Linked DNA regions of Zea mays: region 1 is linked to region 2. A link is a contact called in public Hi-C data. All regions are on one chromosome and are shown on one strand. The core of a region is the stretch at or near the end of the contact, and the rest is flanking DNA. Distances in the headings are between cores, read along the strand shown.

Evidence for each region. Hi-C and Micro-C count contacts between places; a contact is called where the count stands out from the background.
Region 1: a contact with region 2 is called in a Hi-C map of ear, with 5 times the contacts expected there. The contact joins the enhancer-like site here to the promoter of LOC100192734 in region 2. A contact is called at or near these places in 2 of 25 Hi-C or Micro-C datasets (ear and leaf).

The regions. Positions count from the first base shown.
Region 1 is chr5:176,533,258-176,540,854 of Zm-B73-REFERENCE-NAM-5.0, reverse strand. No RefSeq gene overlaps it. Among protein-coding and RNA genes, the nearest start is that of LOC103627288, 7.6 kb to the left of the region's middle. Within about 2 kb of position 1,579, at least 16 of the 20 cell types and tissues checked have an H3K27ac peak or open chromatin away from gene starts, as enhancers often do. A contact at or near this core is called in ear and leaf, where this site is marked.
Region 2 is chr5:176,352,857-176,360,373 of Zm-B73-REFERENCE-NAM-5.0, reverse strand. LOC100192734 reads right to left here and starts at 1,979. Exons shown (of 10, transcript NM_001137933.1): 1 at 1,741-1,979; 2 at 1,304-1,348; 3 at 1,094-1,173; 4 at 925-999; 5 at 236-339; 6 at 1-153. The coding sequence starts at 1,832. LOC100382300 reads left to right here and starts at 2,077. Exons shown (of 1, transcript NM_001175049.2): 1 at 2,077-5,015. The coding sequence starts at 2,123. The coding sequence ends at 3,973.

The sequences.
Region 1 (7,597 bases), core at 330-2,829, 180 kb before region 2:
AGTCATCCACCTATAACAGGACCATATGTGTGTATATCAATATATATGAATATATATAGTTGTAGCTGCCTAGCTAGACTGCAAGACTGCATAAACTGTACCAGTGCCACTGCCATCGTTCTAGGGCTGGGGCAACACAGATTCTGGAAATATGACTTCAACATTATTACGTCGCCTCCTATTCTCATATGTAGTGGCACAACAATCAAGTGAAGCACAACTCAAGAGGAGGCCAATGCGGGCACAATACTACTCAGTTAGTGAACAGAGAACACTGAACAACCAAAATATCATAGCAATTACCGTCTGAAGAGGTCCTCATCTCAATCTCTGAATTATAAACAGAGGAGTGGTTGCCTACTCGCCTGTTCAGCCGCTGAAAAGACAACAGAGGAGGACGAGAACGCGTTGGAGGGGGGTCTGCAGACTACAACCACCGCACGATGGAGGGAGTGCAGCTGCTGCTCGAGCAGAGAGCCGCCAAAGCACAACAGGGCGGCAGGAGAGGAGAGCGGCGACGATGGGTAAGGGACGACGACGCTAGAGAAGGGGTGGCTGAGCTGGGGAAGAGCGCACGCGCAATAGTGCGTACCGTATTGGTACAAGCAGGGGCATAGGGCAAAACAACGTTTGTGTTGTGTACAGATGGTGGGCCGACCCACATAATAGAGGTCGGATTAGTGGCCCAAACAGGCATAACTAGTCGACCATAACCCCTAGTCGGACGACTAATCGCGATTAGTCGGCGACTAGGACGACTAATCGCTATCTAGTCGCTCTAGTCGAGTCGGAGACCCTAATCGAGCTCGGACTAGCGATAAGGCCGACTAATCGTGACTAATCGCGATCAGTCGGACGACTTTAAAACCTTGTGACCAGCACAATTTAGAGAATCTAGAGCTTCAATAGGTCTTCGAGAACCAATACCTAGATGGGGATAGTAAATAGTGATGATGGTCATTGTATATGTATTTTGTATGAATGTATAGTACTCAATTAAACATTGAACAGAGAACTGAATATTATTTCTAAGCTAATTGTAATATTTTTTTCTTTTCGACCAAAGGGTTTTAATGTGCATTCACAAAACATCTTAGTTTTATTTTGGTCATATATATTCTATACTTTTTGTTTTTGTATTACTGTTGTATGTATATGGGCCGGTGTGGCACGATAAGGCATTTTGGGCTATTTAGGCCGGCCTGGCACACATAACTAATTATGGGCCATGCCGTGGGCCGATGACAGGGCACACGTGCTGGCACGACACGGTCCATAATTCGATATGTGCTTTTGTGTGTCGTGCCTTTGTGGGCCGTGCTTTTGTGGGCCTGTGCCGTGCCGGGCCAGACCGGCCCATATGCCATATGTATAGGTATACATGAGAGCCGAAATCCGATTGTTTTGCAGGAGGAAAGGTTGCTAGAAAAGAGGCTGGCAGAATTAGTAGGGTTGTAGCCTGTAGGGGTAGGGCATTCTTCTAGTCCAGGCGGACCAGGCCCAGTGTAAATATCTCACTCAACGCGGTCGCGCTCGGCTGCGGCGATGGCCCAACCCGACGATGTCGTTGTGGGCTCTACAGCCCTGGCCGCGACGGTTGGCCGCCTTGCCCCATCCTGCCTTGCTCGCTGACAGGTGGAGCGGGCTGATACACAACCCGTTGTGGTTTTTGCTGGGCCTATTTATTTGACCTACTACTGTACTATTGTTTTGGGTTTTTACATAAAACTGGAATTTTCTGGCTGTTGACTTTTTCTATTGACTTATCTATATTATATATACCACCGTATAATCCATCAATTTAATTTTAATGAGAACTACGTTGTCGCGGTTCACCAGATCCGCTCCCTTCCCCTGTCGGCAGTAGAGACGCGAGAAGTCGTAAAAACATGTTCCATTTCCCAGAAGCACGACAAAGAGCACACGAGACACATGATGTAGGGTTGAGTCTTTAGCCTCTTTCTCTTCTATCTCTGTTATGAGGGGGTGTACAGATTTCTTATATAGAGAGGTGAGACCCCTTAGGGGCAACGTCGATATTTGCCCACATAACCCTAACTAGGGTTACTTAACACTCCCCCTTAGTCGAATACCGCGACCAACACATGTCTCTTTAAAACTCCCAAAAACGCAGTGGCAAAAAATATGGAGAAAGAGTACATGGTGACACAAATTGCATTTGCACTTTGTTGCCTCATTAAAAACCTTATGTGGTAAACTTCAAAAAAAACTCATCAAGGAAAAAGAGTACAACAGCTGACATTAGGACAAATTTCGATCTTCTAGATCTGGATTCTATCGAATATTCTACAAGGGCTAAATTTAGAAATGTGCTCCCCATGATCCTTACAAAACGGTATCAATAAGGCAAAACACCTTCTTCTGGAAGTATATGCACATAAAGATTTAGCAAACGGATTGCATATCCTTGCAAGAACTATTTCAGAAACTTTAGCTCTACTCACTTCTAGGATAAATGAGGTAAGTACATGTATCAACATAAATAAGCAACTTTGATTGATGGTGTTCGATCGACTGGATCTATATATTTGATAGAAACTTCCATAAAGGTTCACATATTAACCATCAAGCTAACGCCTTTAGGGCATAGAATATGGCATTTATTGTCTCACGATTGTGATCAATATAAGCATTCGCTCCCCCTGATGATGACATATGTCAAAGTCGTTATCCCTCATAACTCAAGCATATTCTTCAAAATATATGTCTCATTGTACATCTGGAATAACGAGAATGGATGAGGCTGGGGTGCTACCATTTTTTATCTTACACCGCAATTTAACATAGTTGTTGTTGGGGGCCTTCGTCCTCCGAAGGTCCTCAAAAATGTGATTTAACAATATTTTCCAAATGTGATATGTAAACAGGTACCTTCGGACTCGGGTCAAAAGCATATATAATATGGAAAGCATGATCGGGACGAAGGTCAGTCCTGACGAAGGTCGAGTCAATCCCGAAGCTATGCGCAAGAAAGCTTCGACTAGATGGCGGAAAAAGGAACCGACTTAAAGTGGAAAAGGCTATCTAGTCCTCATATAATTGTATATAAGTTAATAATAAATGTAAAGGGCATGAATATAATTTTTCACAGGCTGTGTTCAGTGCCTATAAATAGATGAACAGTACCCTGTACTGTTCACGCTGACTTGTACTTGCCCGTGCATCACGCTTGTACTTTTACCTTCTGTCAAGCCAAAGGTACATTTGTAATTCAATATTATTTCTATCTTTCCATGATAATATAATAAAGTTGTATTAATGATGTTATATGATTATTCATGTTATCTTTCATGTTTCATATGCTTCGTCTTTCATTAATGTATACTGTGATGATGAAGGTATGTCCTTCATGACCTTCGTTCGAAGATCGTTATATCCTAAGGGAAATAACACTTTGAAGGACGAAGGGCATTAACATTTAACATTTTGTGTTGCCTTGTTCTTAACTCATAGCATTTGAGAACAAGTCCCCAACATTGGCGCCCACCTCCGGTGAACCCTTTTTCGACCACCTTCGGCAAGCACTGACCTTCGTCATGCCACCGAAGAAAGCTTCAGCGCCAGGGGCTGCTGCACTACAGCCACTAGACCCAATTCAGGAAACCCTTTCTCTTCGAGAGGCCCGAAGCCTGAAGAGGAAGGCCACTAGTCCAACACTCCAGGAGGAGGAGTTGGACCAAGAAATCAGAAACATGGAGATAATCCATCAGCAAGTACAAAGGAAGAAGGAGAAGATGGCCTGGCTAGCTGATCTTCAAAGGCAGATCGACGAAGCCACTGAAGAAGTACGCCATCTTGCTCAAGATGAACAAGAACGAAGGCCCAGCACAGGGTGCTTCATCAAGAAGGCTTGTTCAACGACGATGGATGGTATGATGATTTTAATCATGGTACCTTTACTTTTGATGATGCTTCTCCCTTGGCAGCAGAACTGCAGGCTATCCCATGGCCCCCATCATACAAACCACCTTAGCTTCCTATATGATGGGCATTCAGACCCGAAGCAGTTTTTGATGAGTTATGAAGCAACTATATCTTCATATGGAGGCAATGCAGCTGTTGTTGGGGACTTGTTCTCAAATGCTATGAATTAAGAACAAGGCAACATAAAATGTTAAATATTAATGTCCTTCGTCCGCGGAAGCATTATCTCCCCAAGGATTTAATGAGCTTCGGACGAAGGTCACAGACAAAATATCACGAAAGTTATACTTTCGTGATCAAACTTGAAAAACAATATGAAGTAAAATGTGCAACATAAGACATTATAGAAAGACATACCGAAAATGAATAACGATATTTGTATATATTTTATTATGTGAACTTAAATATTGAAACATAACATTTAGGTACATTTATACCTTCGTCTTGGCAGAAAGCAATAATTCCAGCGTAATGTGCCAATGATTACAAGATTGCGTGAACAGTACAGAGGTACTGTTCACCTATTTATAGGCACAGGGGGTGGCCTGTGAGGAATTACAATTATGCCCCTCATAAGGGATTACAACGGTGACTCAAACATATATGGACTAAAAGGTCATTATACTTTTATGTCGGTTTGTAAATTCCGAAGCTTCACTAAGAGGAACCTTCGGTCATCTCATACGAACAGCTTCAGCCGAAAACTGCTTCTTCCTACAAGACCTTCGGCGACGAAGCATAGTCCCAACAGTAGCCCCTTTCGCGGCGCTAGATCGTTTTTCGTAACGAGCTTGATCCGTGAAAAAAGTCTCCTAAGCTTCAGGAAGCCGAAGGTCCAAAAAACACCTTCCCTGAGCTCGTTATCGAGAAACGATTCAGTTTCCCAGCGCATAGCGGTCCCACCTTGCAGAGTTACTGTTTGGTCTCTGCGGTCCACCGCGCAGCGAGTGCAAGCGGCTGTCCGCCTGGTGTAAAAATCCTGGCGCTTCGCCTTCTTACCTGCAGTACTATATAAACAGACGAGTAGGTGTGAAGTTACCACAGCATTCATTGCTATTTGCACTATTTTGCTGCCAAAATTTTTAACCATAGCCGAAGCTTGACTCTCGGAATCGAACGAAGCTCCAGCTTGAAGCCTGCTTCGTCAGAAGAAAAAACTTCGGGAGAAAAAGTATTTAATTCCCAAAAATTCAGAATTAAATGGCCAGAGTGCGTTCTACCGCTAGGGTTGAGCGTGAGGGAGGCGAAGCTGAAGGTTCGGAGACTATTCCCATCTCCGAAGCAATGCAACGATCCGGGCTGGTAGCTTCGGAAAAAATCCCCAGTGCCGATGCAGAACAAGCAACTGCCGAAGTAGAAGAAGAGAACATTGAGGAAACTGATCCTGAAGATGATTATCGTATTGCTATGCCAAGTAAACCCAGCCACTTGGACTTCGGAAAGTCTACTGTTTCGAAGGCTGATCTCTCCAAGATGGTAAAGTCGGGTTTTTTCAGTGAAAATCAGAAGAAGCTATTATGCTTCGGGGGGGAAGAAACTACCCCAAAACCGGAGAAGGATGAAATAGTCATTTTCAAGAGCTTTCTAAAGGCTGGATTAAGATTCCCCCTACATGGGATTATTGCAGAGGTACTGAAGAGGTTTGGTATCTACTTTCATCAGTTGACTCCTAACGCTATCGTTAGGCTTAGTGTTTATATCTGGGCCCTCCGAAGCCAAGCGGTGGAGCCGTTTGCGGACAGCTTTTGTCGAGTTCACGAGCTGCACTATCAGACGAAGGCTAGAAAAGATGGATTGCATGACAATTTTGGTTGCTATAATTTTGCTTATCGGAAAACCACAAAGTTTCCTGTAATCAGCTACCGAAGCAAATGGGCAGCAGGCTGGAAGTCAGAGTGGTACTATGTCAAGGTTGATGATGACAAGGAGAAGCTTGTGCAAAGTCCACTTGAACTAATCTTCGGAGAAACCCGACCTCGTTGCAACATGACACCAGAAGGTCCAACCCAACAAGCGTTGGATGAATTCAGAATTATTTCAGAGCATATCAGTACAAGAGACCTGGTTCAGGAGTTTTTGGCTTTCAGGGTTTTTCCTAGCTTAAAAGAATGGGAAATGCCGAAGCTAGAGGGGGAGAAAAAAGAAGGAGAACTTGTGCGGTTACCTTACTATTTCAAGTTTAAGAAATACTTTAAAACACCTTGCCAAGAGTGGCTGGATACAATTGAAGTAATGTGCAATGAAATACTCGGCAATTATTCCAAAAAAGAAGATCAGTTGATGACCGCGGCCTTCGGCACCCGTCCGAAGCGAAGACTGTTGGAGACTTGTTCTCAAATGCTATGAGTTAAGAACAAGGCAACACAGAAAATGTTAATCTATAAAGTCCTTCGTCCTTCGAAGCATTATTTCCCTTAGGATATAATGATTTTCGGACGAAGGTTATGAAGGACGTACCTTCATAAACACAGCATACGATGACGAAGAATGAATCATAAGGAATATGAAGGATAACATAGACAATTATATATTATTATCACCTTATTATTATTGTGAAGAAACAGAAATAACATCGAATTACAAATGTACCTTCAGCTTGGAAGGAGATGAAAGTACAGGTGTGACGCAAAAGCAAATGCCAAATCAGCGTGAACAGTACGGGGGTACTGTTCACCTATTTATAGACACGGGACACAGCCCATACAAAATTACATTCATGCCCTCTATATGTGACACCCCAGGTGTTACTCAGGGTGTCCATCCTAGGGTTACTCCCTTTTACCCATTATCACATGAAGACTGATTTGGGCAAAGTATACCAAACTTGGAATTCTAGGTCCTAAGCAAGTATAATCCACCTTGGATGTCATGCCCTAGCTTATCATGCACATCTAAGTGGGGATCTCCCAAAACCCTAAAGCAAAACCCCCATAGGCAATGGGAACCCTAATTGAAGCCATGATCAAAAGATCATGTAAACCTTATGATCATGGTTTGGGCCAAATATAAAAGTTATAGTACACTTAATAACCTACAATTAATAGTAAGGAAGTACCCCCAAAAAGTTTTCAGAAAAGCCTTAAACAGTTCACCTAAGATTTAGCACAAGGGAAAATTCAGTTTTTGCCTAAGTACAAAAACTAACCCTTGCACAAAGACTCCACATGTTCACCTTAATCCCCTTTTCAAAACCCTTCGACCCAATTGACAAAATGGCGCCAAATTAACCCTAGAACACCCTGGAAAGAGATGACACCTACCCTAGGGCGCTAGACACGACTTGACACCCCTTTTGTCTCGGTTCGGGCTTGGCTGACACAGCAAACTTCTCCCCTCTCTATCTCCCTACCCCGACCATATCTCGACTTGGAACTCAGAGTGAAAAGATAGGATTTGGAGCAGAGAAGCGACCGTACACAGTGACTTTGCCAAGATACGCACGCTATGGCGCTCTAATCGGCCGTTGAACCATGGCAGAAGCAAGCTTCCACGTGTTCGACGCGAGCTGGCATCCGGGGGCGCGCTCAGAGCACGCCCGTGCGCGAACCCCCGCGCACCCGCGGCCGCCCGTGACCACGCCCGCGCCACGGCTATAAAGCCCGCCCCAGTGACTTGGCTGCCTTCCCCGTTACCTCCTCCGTACCTCGCCGGA
Region 2 (7,517 bases), core at 730-3,229:
ATTTCCATAGTTCTCAATGAGGTCAATCTTTGACAAGACATTGATATGTGGCAATTCCAAGTGTAGCATCGTTGATAGTGAAAGAAGCAAAGCACTGACATACTTTCCAGGATCACAGCATAAATGGGCATCAATAAGGTGAACAGCAGTAAGCTGTAGAATACAGGAAAAAACATTGAACAATCTAGTTCATTAGCATTAGAATGATATAAATAGGACAAAGAGCACACTCTACCCTCAAGTCCATCTTTTTGATGAGTTTATTAATAACACTTCTGGCATTTGAGTGAAGGAAGAACAATTCCACTTGACCAGGAAAATCAAATAACAGATAGTGATCTGCAGAAATGTTAAGTTTGGCTGTCAATAATAACAGGTGAAAGAAGTACAATTTGAGCAGTATGACTGTTTACAATGTTCAGTGCTTGCCTACTACGAGTCTATAACTTTGAACACTATGAAATAGCACAAGAAACAGCAGAAATACTTTTAAACAAACTGAGGTGCAATCCTCAGGATAACAGAATAGGGTTTATAAAAAGCTAATTCTAATTCCAGTTGGATGATTAGTCTACTAGTATATAATTGGTTCTGTCCAAGCACATAGAAAGACCTGTGTAAAATAACAAATTTATCGATATTAGCAATTTGAAGGACAGGCCTAGCACAGAAGTGAGAAGCCTTCCAACTGAGCCAAAGGTCTCGGGATTGACTTAGCGTCTCTGCAAAACTGCAGGGGTAAAGCTTGCCTCAGTTATTCCTTCCCTAGACCCCACTCATACGGGAGCCACAACACTGGGTCTGTCATTTATTAGCAATTTATAATTTTCCCATCAGATGCTCTGCCCTTTTGGGATATGACCATTGTTACAGATATTGCCACTGCAGATATGTGCATACTTCAGAGAGGTAATCGTTACTCACCTTCAATAAAAGGCTTCAGTTTTTCTTCAAGCCAATCAATATTCTTCTCCAAGTAATCCATGCAATACACAAGCCCTGACACAGGTTTTAACACCACAGAGAAAGAAAGTCATATTATTAGAACAAAAGCAAGTAGGTTACTGAATATCAATGGAGGACCAGGAGCAACCTCCATTAGGGCCAAGCGAATGCTCAGACATGACATCACTGAGTTTTATGAGGTCCTCGATGTTTATGGCACACTCATATCTATTTATTACAATCAAGGAAAAAGTTCAATTGTGACAAGAGAACATCAAGGAGAGAGTACGTTTTTTTTTTTGATAGGGAGAGAGTGAGTACAGAGGAAAAAATGTGGTGCTCAAAGAGTCAAGGATACGGCAATGCGTCATTTGCAGGGTCCAAATTGACAACCGCAACTTTCCTGCCACAAGGAAAACACATAAAGAAGCCATCCGTGTGAGCAAATTATCAACTTCAGCTTTAGTCCAACCAAAACAAAGCCAAGGGTGAAGTTTAAACTCTCGGCACAACTTCTGCTACAAGCAATATGGTATCAGCTAACATTCTCGATCAACCTTAGCAGAGGAAGGTATTCCACTTACCCTAATCGAATCACGCAGCGGGTCAAGTCAAGGTCAAGCGTATTCCACTTACCTAGAGTCCTAGATCAGCTTGTGAGGGGCAACCGAAGCAACTACTAATCGAATCACGGCATCACGCAGCGGGTCAAATCAAGGTCAAGCGTGTTCGACTTAACTAGAGCAGCTTGAGGGGCAGCCAAAGCAACGGTGAGGAACTAAACGGCGTACTTACCTGCCGAGGAGGGAGAGGAACTGCGACATGCCGTTGCAGTAGGTGGTCTTGCCGGAGCCCGGCGGGCCGATCACCACCTGACCGAACACCATCCTCTACCCCTCCTCTGCTCCGACTACGGGTTTCTCAATCGTCACTGACCTATCTATCCACGGCCGCGGGCACGAATAGGGCTTTCGCCGTATATGGCCGCGGCAGCGCGGCGGCGGGGGCGAGCGAAGGATGGTTCTGGAATGGAATTCCGTTCTGCAATTGCAATTCGCAACAACTCGAACGCTGCTGAGCTTGTTCGCCTTCACATACCCACTTGGCCCGCTTGATTGGCCCAAAGGCCCGCTATCATACACGGCCCAGTAAATAGCTTCAGCGTCTGTGAGCGCATATGCTGCCGTCGAGTCGGGAACGCATGCGCCGCCTTCTCCCGCCGCTCGCTGTCCACCCGCCGCCATGCCTCCCAGCACCTCCTCCAACCGCCGGCGGCGGAAGCGCCCTCGCCATCCCGGAGTTGATTCCTCTCCTGGAACGGGCCATCTCAATGGGGGACGTGCTCCATCTCGGCCGCGCGGTGCACGCGCACCTCGTCAAGACGGCGCTCACCAGCCATACGCTCCTATCAAATCGTCTCGTCGCGCTCTACTCCTCGCTCCCGTCGCCGGCCGCTGCCGTCAAGGCCTTCTACGACCTTCCACACAAGAACGCGCACTCCTACAACACGCTTCTCGCTGCGCTCTTGCGCAGGCCGGACACCCTCCCCGACGCCTTCCGCCTGTTCGACACAATGCCGGCCGACTCACGCAACCTCGTCTCCTACAACACCCTCATGTCGTCCCTTGCGCACCACGGCCGGCAGGTGGAGGCGCTCCGCGTCGTTGCCCGGCTGGCCAGGGACAGGTTCTTGGGGCCAGGTTTAGCCATGGATCGGTTCACGGTGGTCAGCGTGGCGACTGCATGTGCGGGAATCGGAGCTGCGAGGCCGCTGCGGGAAATGCACGGTGCGGTAGTGGTATCAGGGATGGAGTTCACCGTCATCATGGCCAATGCCATGTTGAACGCCTACAGCAAGGCTCGGAGGGTGGAAGATGCGAGGCATTTGTTCGATCAGGTCAGCATCCGAGACAATGTCACTTGGACGTCGATGATTTCTGGGTACTGCCAAGTGAAGAAGCTCCATGAGGCAGTGCAGGTGTTCGATATGATGCCAGATAAGGATAGGATTGCATGGACAGCGCTGATATCTGGGCATGAGCAGAATGGAGAGGAGGACACCGCTCTTGAGCTTTTCGAACAGATGCTGGCCAAGGGAGTATCACCAACGCCTTTTGTCTTGGTGTCAGCTTTGGGTGCATGTGCCAAACTTGGACTTGTCACACGTGGGAAGGAATTGCACTGCTTCATCTTACGCCGGAACATTGGCTCTGTCCCTTTCAACATTTTCATCCACAATGCACTCGTTGACATGTACTCTAAGTGTGGAGACATGATGGCTGCGATGGCAGTATTTGACTGGATGCCTGAGAGGGACTTTATCTCTTGGAACTCAATGGTCACGGGGTTCTCACATAATGGCCTCGGAAAGCAGTCACTTGCTATTTTTGAGGAGATGCTGGTAGCTGGAGTTCGTCCAACTCATGTCACTTTCCTCGCTGTCCTCACGGCCTGCAGCCATTCTGGTCTAGTATCTAATGGACGACTCGTTCTTGAATCAATGGAGGACCATGGTGTTGAACCAAGGGCTGAACACTATGCTGCCTTCATTGATGCTCTTGGTCGGAATCACCAGCTGGAAGAAGCGACTGAGTTCATCAAAGATTTGCCATCCAGGATTGGTCCTGGTACAGCTGGATCCTGGGGAGCTCTCCTAGGTGCATGTCGCCTTCATGGAAATATCGAGCTTGCAGAAGAAGTGGCAGAGTTTCTCTTCAGGTTAGAGCCTGGGAACAGTGGTCGGTATGTCATGATGTCAAACATCTATGCAGCTGCAGGACAGTGGGATGATGCACGTCGAGTCAGGGGGCTCATGAAGGAGAAGGGCCTTAAGAAGGATCAGGCTTACAGTTGGATTGAGGTGCGGAGTGCAAAGCATGTATTCGTTGCTGATGACATCTCTCATTGCGAGGCAGACAAGATATATGAGATGTTGGGGAAGCTTCTCGACCATATGAGCGTAGCAGAGGATCCTACTGAACACCAGCTTAATTTTTGTTTAGACTTGAGTGGAACTGCCCATGTATAAAAGCATTGCTCTTGTATTGCTGGCACACTGCTATGGTGATGGTAGGCGAGGTTCGCTCCCTTGCCACCAGCATCCTCGTGGCACTCTGTTAAGCTTTGTGAGACTGCAAAATAGCTCGAGCCAAGGGCTTCTGTTCGTGCAGAGTTTTCAATCTCCAGTTTGAGAGCTCAAGTGCTCAACGAGGTTTACCCAGAGAATCATCTGCAGTTGATTCAACGTTCCAAGTCTTGGGTCATGGTGTAATCTGTCAGGCTTCAATCACAGCAGAAGTTGCAAGAGTTTGATCCAATCCAGTTTGAGTTCCTTGAGTTCACAATCCAATATTCATGTGCCCTGTGCTGTCAGCTGATCTTTCCCTTTTCATAAAAAAAGATTGTTTCCTGAGAATGGTAATTCTACGTTAGAAGGTTCAGAGATTCTGATTTAGTTTAAATTGTATATGGTACCTGTTGGGGCTCTGACTTTGGATAAACACAGTCCCCGGGGAGTTGAAGAACAATTATCTACTCTTTACTTGATATACATTTTCAGGAGTATCTTCGCTCAAAAAAGAAACAAATAATATGGCGAAGGCGAATGGTTACTTCACCTGAACACGAAGACTCAAAGCAGAGATTGAAGTCAAATCTTCCTCTTTGTCGGTGATCAAGCGAAGCCACAAGATATACTTCGCCGAGAAGCGAAGTCAAAATTGAACGAAGTTAGATTAGTCCACTCCAAGGCATGATGCTTCTCTGACCAAGATTATCTTAGTTGATGATCAAGTGAACCAACAATTGTCGATGTTTCGAGTGAGTGTCTGACTAGTAAACTTGTGCTACACGTTTTAAGGCCGAGATGGTGTGCAAGTAGGACACAAGGATTATACTGGTTTGAACGAAATGTCACTACTACAGTCTTGTTAGCTTATGCTAGCGGCACTATATTGCTTGTAGTAGGAGTTACAAGCTGGGCAGTAGGAGTTACAAGCTGGACGAGAGAGGGAAAAACTCGTAAGTCTCTGATGCGAGTGTGTGTGTTCATGTGTTGCCTCGTGTTCTCCTATCCTTGTGTTGGTCCCCAACCCTCCCCTTTATGCTAAGGCATTAGTTACATTTGTCCCTGAAAGAGAAAAAAAATCCTCGGACGGAGAGGGAAAGATCGTCCTTTTCTGGTATTATATTAAGAAGAGACCGAAAAAACCCCGAACCTAGGCCTCCCATCACTAACAACTGTCTACTGCAACGACCCAACCAGAGGGTGGTGCACAGGATATCGATCTCGAGAGCGGGCGAGGCATAGTGAGAGGATTTTTTTTTAACCAAGCCTGAAATTCGCTTCGAGGGGGATCGAACTTGGGATCTAGAGGTTTTACTGGGAAGCCTTAATCATCACAATAAAGGTAAAATTAGAGGGAAGGGGCACTTCACTTCGGTTAACAATGTCCTTTTCTCCCGTTGTTTGTCGATCATGTATCATCCGTAGTGGTGGTGCAGGTCATGACAATTGAGTGAGTCGTATCCCATTGACTTTCTATACAAGCACATTTAGGCAAGAATCCATGTTATTAGCACTTTCTTGAGGAAGCATTCTTCATAATAGGGTGGCATCATTCCTCATGCTTAATCGTTGTTCCCTCATGGAACGTAAAAATGTTCGATTATGGTGCATAGATATCCTTGGTCTGCTTCTATACATGATTAAACACTTCCTTACAAAAGGCCTCTAAATAGGGTGTTTTTGGCCTTTAAATTATATTTATCCTAGTGTATCTTATCATCAACTAGGGTTATTCACTTCGGATTAAAGCTGGTTGTTTGAACTGTTGTAGCTGCAATACATAGAGACAAAAATATTGTAGAAGTAGTAGAAGCCAGTACGGATTAAAGCCAAGCGAATAGTAGGTTGGCAGGATCATTAGGGTTTGGGGGACCCTGTGTGGCGGCTCTAAACACTCCAACATCTATGGCCTCTAGATATGACTCCATGCAAATCTTTCGATAAGGAAAATTGTCTCCCTCAAATATAGGAGGGGTCTATCCCCACCGAACATCTTTCTCTAGGTGGTAAGACCTAAACCAATGAGCATGAGGCTCTGAAACCATTTGAAAGGATCAAGCTGATAAGGGAGCGGTGAGTTAGGCTAATCTAAAATTTCTCAAAACAAATAAAACATATCAAATAACCTACTTCACCCATTGTGTCTAAAAGTGTTATCTACCTAGAAGAAAAGTTTTGCACCCTAAGCTCTGATCCTATTCTAGCATGGTAATTCTATTAATATAAAACAAGAATTGAATTGCTTAAACGTAAATGCTAAAAGTAAATAAGCGTTAGGAACATCGAGATGTTTTCTTGATGTATCGAGGAGACGATACTCCCCCTAGCCCCCCTTGGAGCACTCGCGGAAGGGTGTGTCTCCCCCTTGATTCGAGTGTTCTCTACAAGTTCTTCTCTACAAGTTGATTAGTCGCCACCCTAACACAGTGAATCATCTACAACAGTTTACACTATAGGTGTATATTTGGGCCGGGCCTGATGGGCCGGCCCGAAGCACGAGAAAAAAGCACGGCCCAGGCACGGCACGGCCCGAAATAATTTAGTGTCGGGCCGGCACGGCCCGTTATATCGGGCCGGGTTTGGGCAGAGGTCACGACTCATGGGCGGGCATGAGCACGCCCCGTTTAAGGCAGACACGAAATGACCCATATAGAGGCACAAAAAGGCCTATATATTTATTAAAACCACACTTCATTCCACACTTTCATATACTTGATAAAAACACAAAGCTAGAGATAATGCTAGTTAGATGTTTTTGTAGCTTTGAATTAGAGTGTGTGATGTAATTTTACTTTTGTTATGTACATTAGACAATAAACTGAACTTACAGACTTTGTATAGAGCTGATTATACTCTTTTTCCTTCTAACAAAATGATTTATAAACGAGGTAGTCATTGCATAGCTGTGGTAACTTTAATACAAATATTAAGTTTGATTTTGTTCAAATTTATTTGTCTTATCTTTTATTTGTTTTATTATTTTTTTGAATTTAGGGCTCTAATGTGAATTTTGGGCCAAAAATTGAATTTCGGGCCAAAAAATGAATTTCGGGCCGCCCGAAATGAGCCCGGCACGTTTAAGCAATTACGGGTCGGGCCGTGGGCCGAGGGCTAGGCCCATGGGCCGACCTAGCCCGGCTCGAAATTCAAACGGGTCGAGCTGGCCCGAAATTCAAACAATGGGCCTTTTTGGGCTTGGGCCGGGCCGGGCCTGGCGGCCCGAATGTACACCTATAGTTTACACCATGAGTTGGGCCATCGATAATCTCCATCAAGTGATCATTAAACTCTCGATTGCTAGCTAATCTATGTGATGTCGACCACCAAGAGTAATGAGCGCAAACTCTCACTTGACCTGATCAAGCCTAATGAGAAGGTGGATGCACAGTTGCTACTTTTTATGTACTAATGTGATCTCTAATTTCGTGATTATCATATCTCAAACACATCACTAGGCAAAGACTCTCCCTTTCACTTCAGCTAGTAGGTGCTTGTACATTACTAC